Linked DNA regions of Mus musculus: region 2 is linked to region 1. Evidence: chromatin contacts called from public promoter capture Hi-C data. All regions are on one chromosome and are shown on one strand. The core of a region is the stretch at or near the end of the contact, and the rest is flanking DNA. Distances in the headings are between cores, read along the strand shown. Region 1 holds the start of Tsc2 (TSC complex subunit 2). Region 2 holds the start of Rhot2 (ras homolog family member T2).

The links. Promoter capture Hi-C pulls out the DNA fragments that hold promoters and counts their contacts.
Region 2: a contact with region 1 is called in a promoter capture Hi-C map of pre-B cells, with 3 times the contacts expected there. The contact joins the promoter of Rhot2 here to the promoter of Tsc2 in region 1. A contact is called at or near these places in 3 of 39 promoter capture datasets (cranial neural crest, liver and pre-B cells) and 1 of 9 other capture datasets (liver).

The regions. Positions count from the first base shown.
Region 1 is chr17:24,631,305-24,633,931 of GRCm38.p6, forward strand. Tsc2 (TSC complex subunit 2) reads right to left here and starts at 1,323. Exons shown (of 42, transcript NM_001286713.1): 1 at 1,234-1,323; 2 at 641-807. The coding sequence starts at 778. It overlaps Nthl1 (nth (endonuclease III)-like 1 (E.coli)), which reads left to right and starts at 1,378. Exons shown (of 6, transcript NM_008743.2): 1 at 1,378-1,550; 2 at 2,623-2,627. The coding sequence starts at 1,448.
Region 2 is chr17:25,843,184-25,845,810 of GRCm38.p6, forward strand. Rhot2 (ras homolog family member T2) reads right to left here and starts at 1,342. Exons shown (of 19, transcript NM_145999.3): 1 at 1,217-1,342; 2 at 1,072-1,130; 3 at 906-987; 4 at 758-801. The coding sequence starts at 1,253. Wdr90 (WD repeat domain 90) reads right to left here. Exons shown (of 41, transcript NM_001163766.1): 38 at 2,588-2,627; 39 at 2,396-2,515; 40 at 2,192-2,276; 41 at 1,551-2,042. The coding sequence ends at 1,885.

The DNA.
Region 1 (2,627 bases), core at 73-2,572:
GGCTGGATCTCGAGGCTGGTGAGATAGCTCAGTGGTTAAGAGCACTGACTGCTCTTCCAGAGGTCCTGAGTTCAATTCCCAGTAACCACATGGTGGCTCACAACCATCTGTGATGGGATCTGATGCCCTCTTCTGGTGTGTCATCTACAGTGTGTGTGTGTGTGTGTGTGTGTGTGTGTGTGTGTGTGTGTGTGTGTGTGTATGTTAAATAAATAAATCTTTTTTTAAAAGTTCCTAAAAAGAAAGGGTGGATCTCCAATTTAAAAAAGGAAACGAACATCTTTGAGGAGAGGAGGACCCAGTCTCACTACTGTAGCTCAGGTGGGTTACAATTATGTTGCCTCCAACTTCATAATCCTATCTCCTCTGCCTCTCACGTGCTGAGAGAGTACAGGGCATCTATCTACCATAACACTAAACAAAATAAGTTTTCATACAACACCTAACTTCTAAGGCAAGTGTGCTAAAGCAGGACACCAAGATCCTGAGGACAGGCATATATCTGTCTCCACAGTACTGGGGACAGCAGCCCTATGCAGATGGTTACCAGCAACCCATCTCCCACAGAACCCAATGACAGACAAACCCAGCCTTCCTAGCCTTTGTGCTGGGCTAGCCAAGACATTGGCCACTCACTCACTCTCAAGATTTCCGATGTGATGATAAACTCAGTCTGTTTGCCTTCTGCACACCTGGGATTTGGCCTCGATGTTCCCAATCCCAACAGTATCTTGAACTTCTCCTTCAAGCCGGAATCTTTGCTTGTTGGTTTGGCCATGGTGGGCAGGGCAGTACTAGAGAACTGCTCTGTGTAGAAATAAACATATTATTTGATACACCCCAGGAAAGGTTCTCCCTTCTGCCCTCGAGGCGAACCTCCAGAATCCTAGGTCAAGGGTAGGCAATAACCTGTCCTTCCTACAGCCTCTGGGGCAACTCAACTCCATGCAGGAGGAACTCAGCCACAAATCAACTCCGGAGGTATAGGCTTACTCTAGCGACCCGCCTGTTGATTGCCATTAGTTCTCCCTAGGTTAAGGAGGAGCTGTCGCGTGAATAGATGCAGAGGCCCGCTCACATTCGCAATGGAGGGCTTGAAGCGCTAGGACTTGTCAGCGGTGGGAGCGGCGGAGGATTGGAATCAGAACGACCAATTCCCCTCACCCCATCGCGACGCGACCACACAAACCATCGCAACCCGCCCCAGCAGTCAGAGCCTCCAGGGCTACTCACCCCGCGCGCGCCTTTCGCGCGCAGGTCCTCCTGCACCCAGGGAAGGGCGCACACCCCCGGCCCAGGGCAGCTGCCGGAAGCGCAACCCGTACTTCCGGGGGCGAGGCTTTGCTGACTATTTGCGTTGAGCTCTCTGGGAATTGTAGTTTCGCGTGCGCGTTGAGCAAGTGGTGGGATCGCGGGGCTGCTCGGAGGAGTAGTTTACAGCCCAGGCATGAACTCAGGGGTGCGGATGGTGACTCGCAGTCGGAGCCGCGCGACTAGGATCGCGTCGGAAGGGTGTAGGGAGGAGCTCGCCCCGCGAGAGGCTGCTGCAGGTAGCTCTGCGCCTGCAGGCGTTTTGGAGGAAAGGAGGAACGTGGAACTTTGGCTCCAGGCTTGCGTCCCGGGCCGCAGCATCTGACCTAAACTCTAGGCGCCGCGGAGTAGGCAGCTGCCTTGAATCTTGAATTGAAGCTACGCTTAAATCTCACGTGGCCCCACTTCTAGCTTCTTCCAAGGGTCTGGGACCCGCAGGGTCTGCAGGGTCCGTAAGACTGGGTTCTGGATGTATTCATCCACCCTTATCGCCAGTGAAAAGTTTTAGTCCAACCAGCCTAGCTTAGGACATTCACTTGCTCCAGGCTGTCCGTGGGACACAGCTCTGTTCTCAGAGCTGCCTCCCTCTCTTGTAGGGCCAGGCTGTGTGCCAAGAACACACCCAGCTAGAAGTCTTCTCTCCCAGCTGGACGGTGGTTCTGAAAGAAAACAGGCCCAGAGAGAAAACAGGAAAGGGCATGGCACTCATTGTGTTTGTCCTGTAGCCATTAAGGGCCTACTATGTGCCAACTAGTGGTACTCAGGGAGTAATTATCAGCCCGTCCCCGCCTGGGACTTAGACATAAGTGGCTAGAGCAGGAGTGTGCGTAGGCAGCAATGGTCTCCCAGAATCGGTTCAGTAGTAGAGATCCGCTGGGATCCAGGCTGAGGCTTGGCAAGGGCCAAGGGCCACAGAAAGTGTTGATACTGTTAAGGCAGCAAATGTTTTATAGTAGTAGAGTTTGGAGCTCATCCTAAATGCAACGATTTCTGAAAGGGGAGTTGCACTGTCCAGTTTGGGTGTGAAGAGAGAGGTTCTCTTGAATGTAACTCAAAGGACTTGGGACAAAGGAGAGAGGTTATATTATCCTAGAGGCTGTTACTAGTGTCGGTGTGCTAACAGGCACTTTGTCAGACTGTCATGTACTGTTGTGACAAGGGCAGAGCACAGCACTTCTGTACACATCGTGGTAGATAATGGACAGTTAGTTGCACAAACAAGTGTGGGGATGTGGATTGGCAGGTAAGCAGCACCCTTCCCCCACCCTCATATAAAACCCACTCCAAAGACTGAATGGCACTTTTTTGCAGAAGGA
Region 2 (2,627 bases), core at 92-2,591, 1.2 Mb after region 1:
TAAGCATAGTCTGCCGGCTCACTATGGACAGTACAGGCCACTCCTGGCCATGTCCCGGGTGCTCACAGCAGGATGGGTAGGGCTCTGAGGCCAGGAAAGTCCACCTTTGCCAAGCAGGCCTCTCCCTGCCAACACTCCCTAAGAGACACCAGACCCTAGCACCATGGCTCTAGACAGCACATCCTGGACTTATGACAGACCTATCACACGCAGGTTACAGTCCCAAGGCAGGTCTCTCTCACTTTCTATCTCAGTACAAGCAGCAAGGATGCTGCAGATGCAAGCAAGGAGACACTGCACCCTGACCAAGTGACCAAGTGACCTGCACCTATAGGACACAAAGAAGGCTGAAGGACTGCATTCAGGAACATAGTAAACTCTGGCATCAGGGAACGCCTAGTTAAGATGGCATCCACTACAGCCTAGGGAGGAATAGTACTGGGGAACCGAAGTATGTTAAGGAAAAGCAATGAAGGGTGTGTGTGTGTGTGTGTGTGTGTGTGTGTGTGTGTGTCTGCTCCCCTCAGACCCTGGGATGGATCACTAATGGCAGTACTGGCCAGGTCCTGATTCCCAGAAAGCTATGATCTGGAAAAGCCAACAATACTCAGCCGTGAAGGTCACAGCTGAATTATCAGGGTCAAGCAGAGTCACCTAATCCAGCCGCCAGGAAAGGAAGCCGATTAAGACTAGATGGCAGCAAGTTAGGACCAAAGAATTGGGCTCAGTACCCAAGGGCCTGCAAGATGCACCGCACCTTGTGGATCTCCTCCTGAAGTTCTTCCTCTGTCTGCTCCGCTTCTAAAAGGAAAAAGAATGCTATGTAGAATGGCTGTTGCGCTCGATTCAGACCGGCTGCAGGCTCAATACACACCGGCTGGGGGGCAGCATTTGGAGATAGATACCTGAGTAATCCACGATATGAGTGGGCACCTTCTCCGGGGTGACGTCGGCGGGGATGGTTATCTCCTCCGCGCGGGCAGGGACCTGCAACAGGTGGGTCAGTATTGAATGCGGAGCGGCTGCCCAGAGCCTGGCATCCGCCCTAAGTGCCCAGTCCGCCCCGCGCACCTCCTCGGGAAACTCCTCGCCGACCAGCGACAGGATCAGAGACGTCTTCCCCACCTGGGCTGCGCGGGGAGAGGGAACAGTAGTCAGGAGCACCGCCGAGGTCACGGCGACCCTACCGGTCTTCCCGCGGCCCCAGCGCACCTACCCTCGCCCAGCAGCAGGATGCGAACATCGCGCCGCATGGCTGCTGCCCGCAGCAGCACCCCAAACCCACCCCTCCCGGCCCGGCCCGGCCCAAGTAGACCCAATCCCAACCCCAACCCTCTCCTTCAACCCGCTCAGGCCCCCGCACTTCCTGTCTTCAGTACCGCCCTCACCCAAGCTTCCGGTCCCGCCCACACAGCACCAGCTAGTGGTTGGGCTAAGGCAAGGCGCCCGCGCCCGCCTGCCAGTAGAGTGTTCCTGACTCTGCAGGTGGTGCAAACAACTCAGACTCAACGGGCTCCTCGGGAGGAAAGGGTGAGCTCAGGCCAGAAGTGATGCAAAGACACAATTTATGGGACAATAAAACAATGTATCGCTATAATAAATGCCAGTGTTTATTTCCTTAAACTGTACAAAATAAAAACAATAAAACAACCTTCATGTGAAAAACAACCCAGTATGCCAAGTTTTGTGTAGGAGGGAGTGGTTCTGAGGGTCAAAACCACACTTCACAGATTCTAAGTCACTGCCACACCCTCAGCCTCCTTGAATCTTTTCAGATTTCACCCAAATTCCAAACAATGCAGTTCTGAAGCCTGTCCCAGCCATCCTGGCTCGGCATACAGCAATCCACAGTCTGGCTTTTCTGCCTATGTTCCTAGCAATAGCTCAGGGATCGGTGACTTCCCACACCAGGATCTCGTTGTGAGCAGCTGTGAAGAGCAGTCTGCCAGATGGAGTGAACCTACACAGGTGGACCGAGTCATCATGGCCTTCCAAGTCCTGGGCAGTCCCTGACGCACAGTCTAGGAGCCTCATCATGCACTCTGTGGGTAGATGACAGGGTGCTCTGAGTACTGACACCTTGCTGGGAACCTTGCTGAGGGGAGCAGGGCCATGACATCTACGCCCCCAAACCTGCTATGGCTGAGGACTGTCAAAGCTGCCCTCTCTATGTGTGTCGACCAGCACTCACCAGCAAAACCAACCACCATGAGCTGAGATCCTGGGGACAGGCTCAAAGACATGGCAAAGAAGGGCAGAGGTGTCTTCTGTATCACCTGTAGGAAAACAATATGACACTGAGGTCTCCTGCCAGGGACAAAGCCCAGGCTCCATGGCCTTCTAACCCTATGACACAGCCCTGGATGTCCACCTACAGAGCAGTGATCGCACAAACCTGCTTCTGACGGAGGCTGTAGAAGATGACCTCCTCATGTGCACCCAGGCCCACACACACCAGTATCGCCTTATCCCAAGGGCAGAAGGCAGCAAGAGAGGGGGGCAGGAGGCCTGGAGCCTGTGGAAAGCAGTATGTTGTGCTGGGTTGTGCAGACTCCAATCCCCACCCACATGACCGTGGAACTCTTACCTCTGAGACAGCAGGTGCAGGAAAGCTCAACCATTCCAGG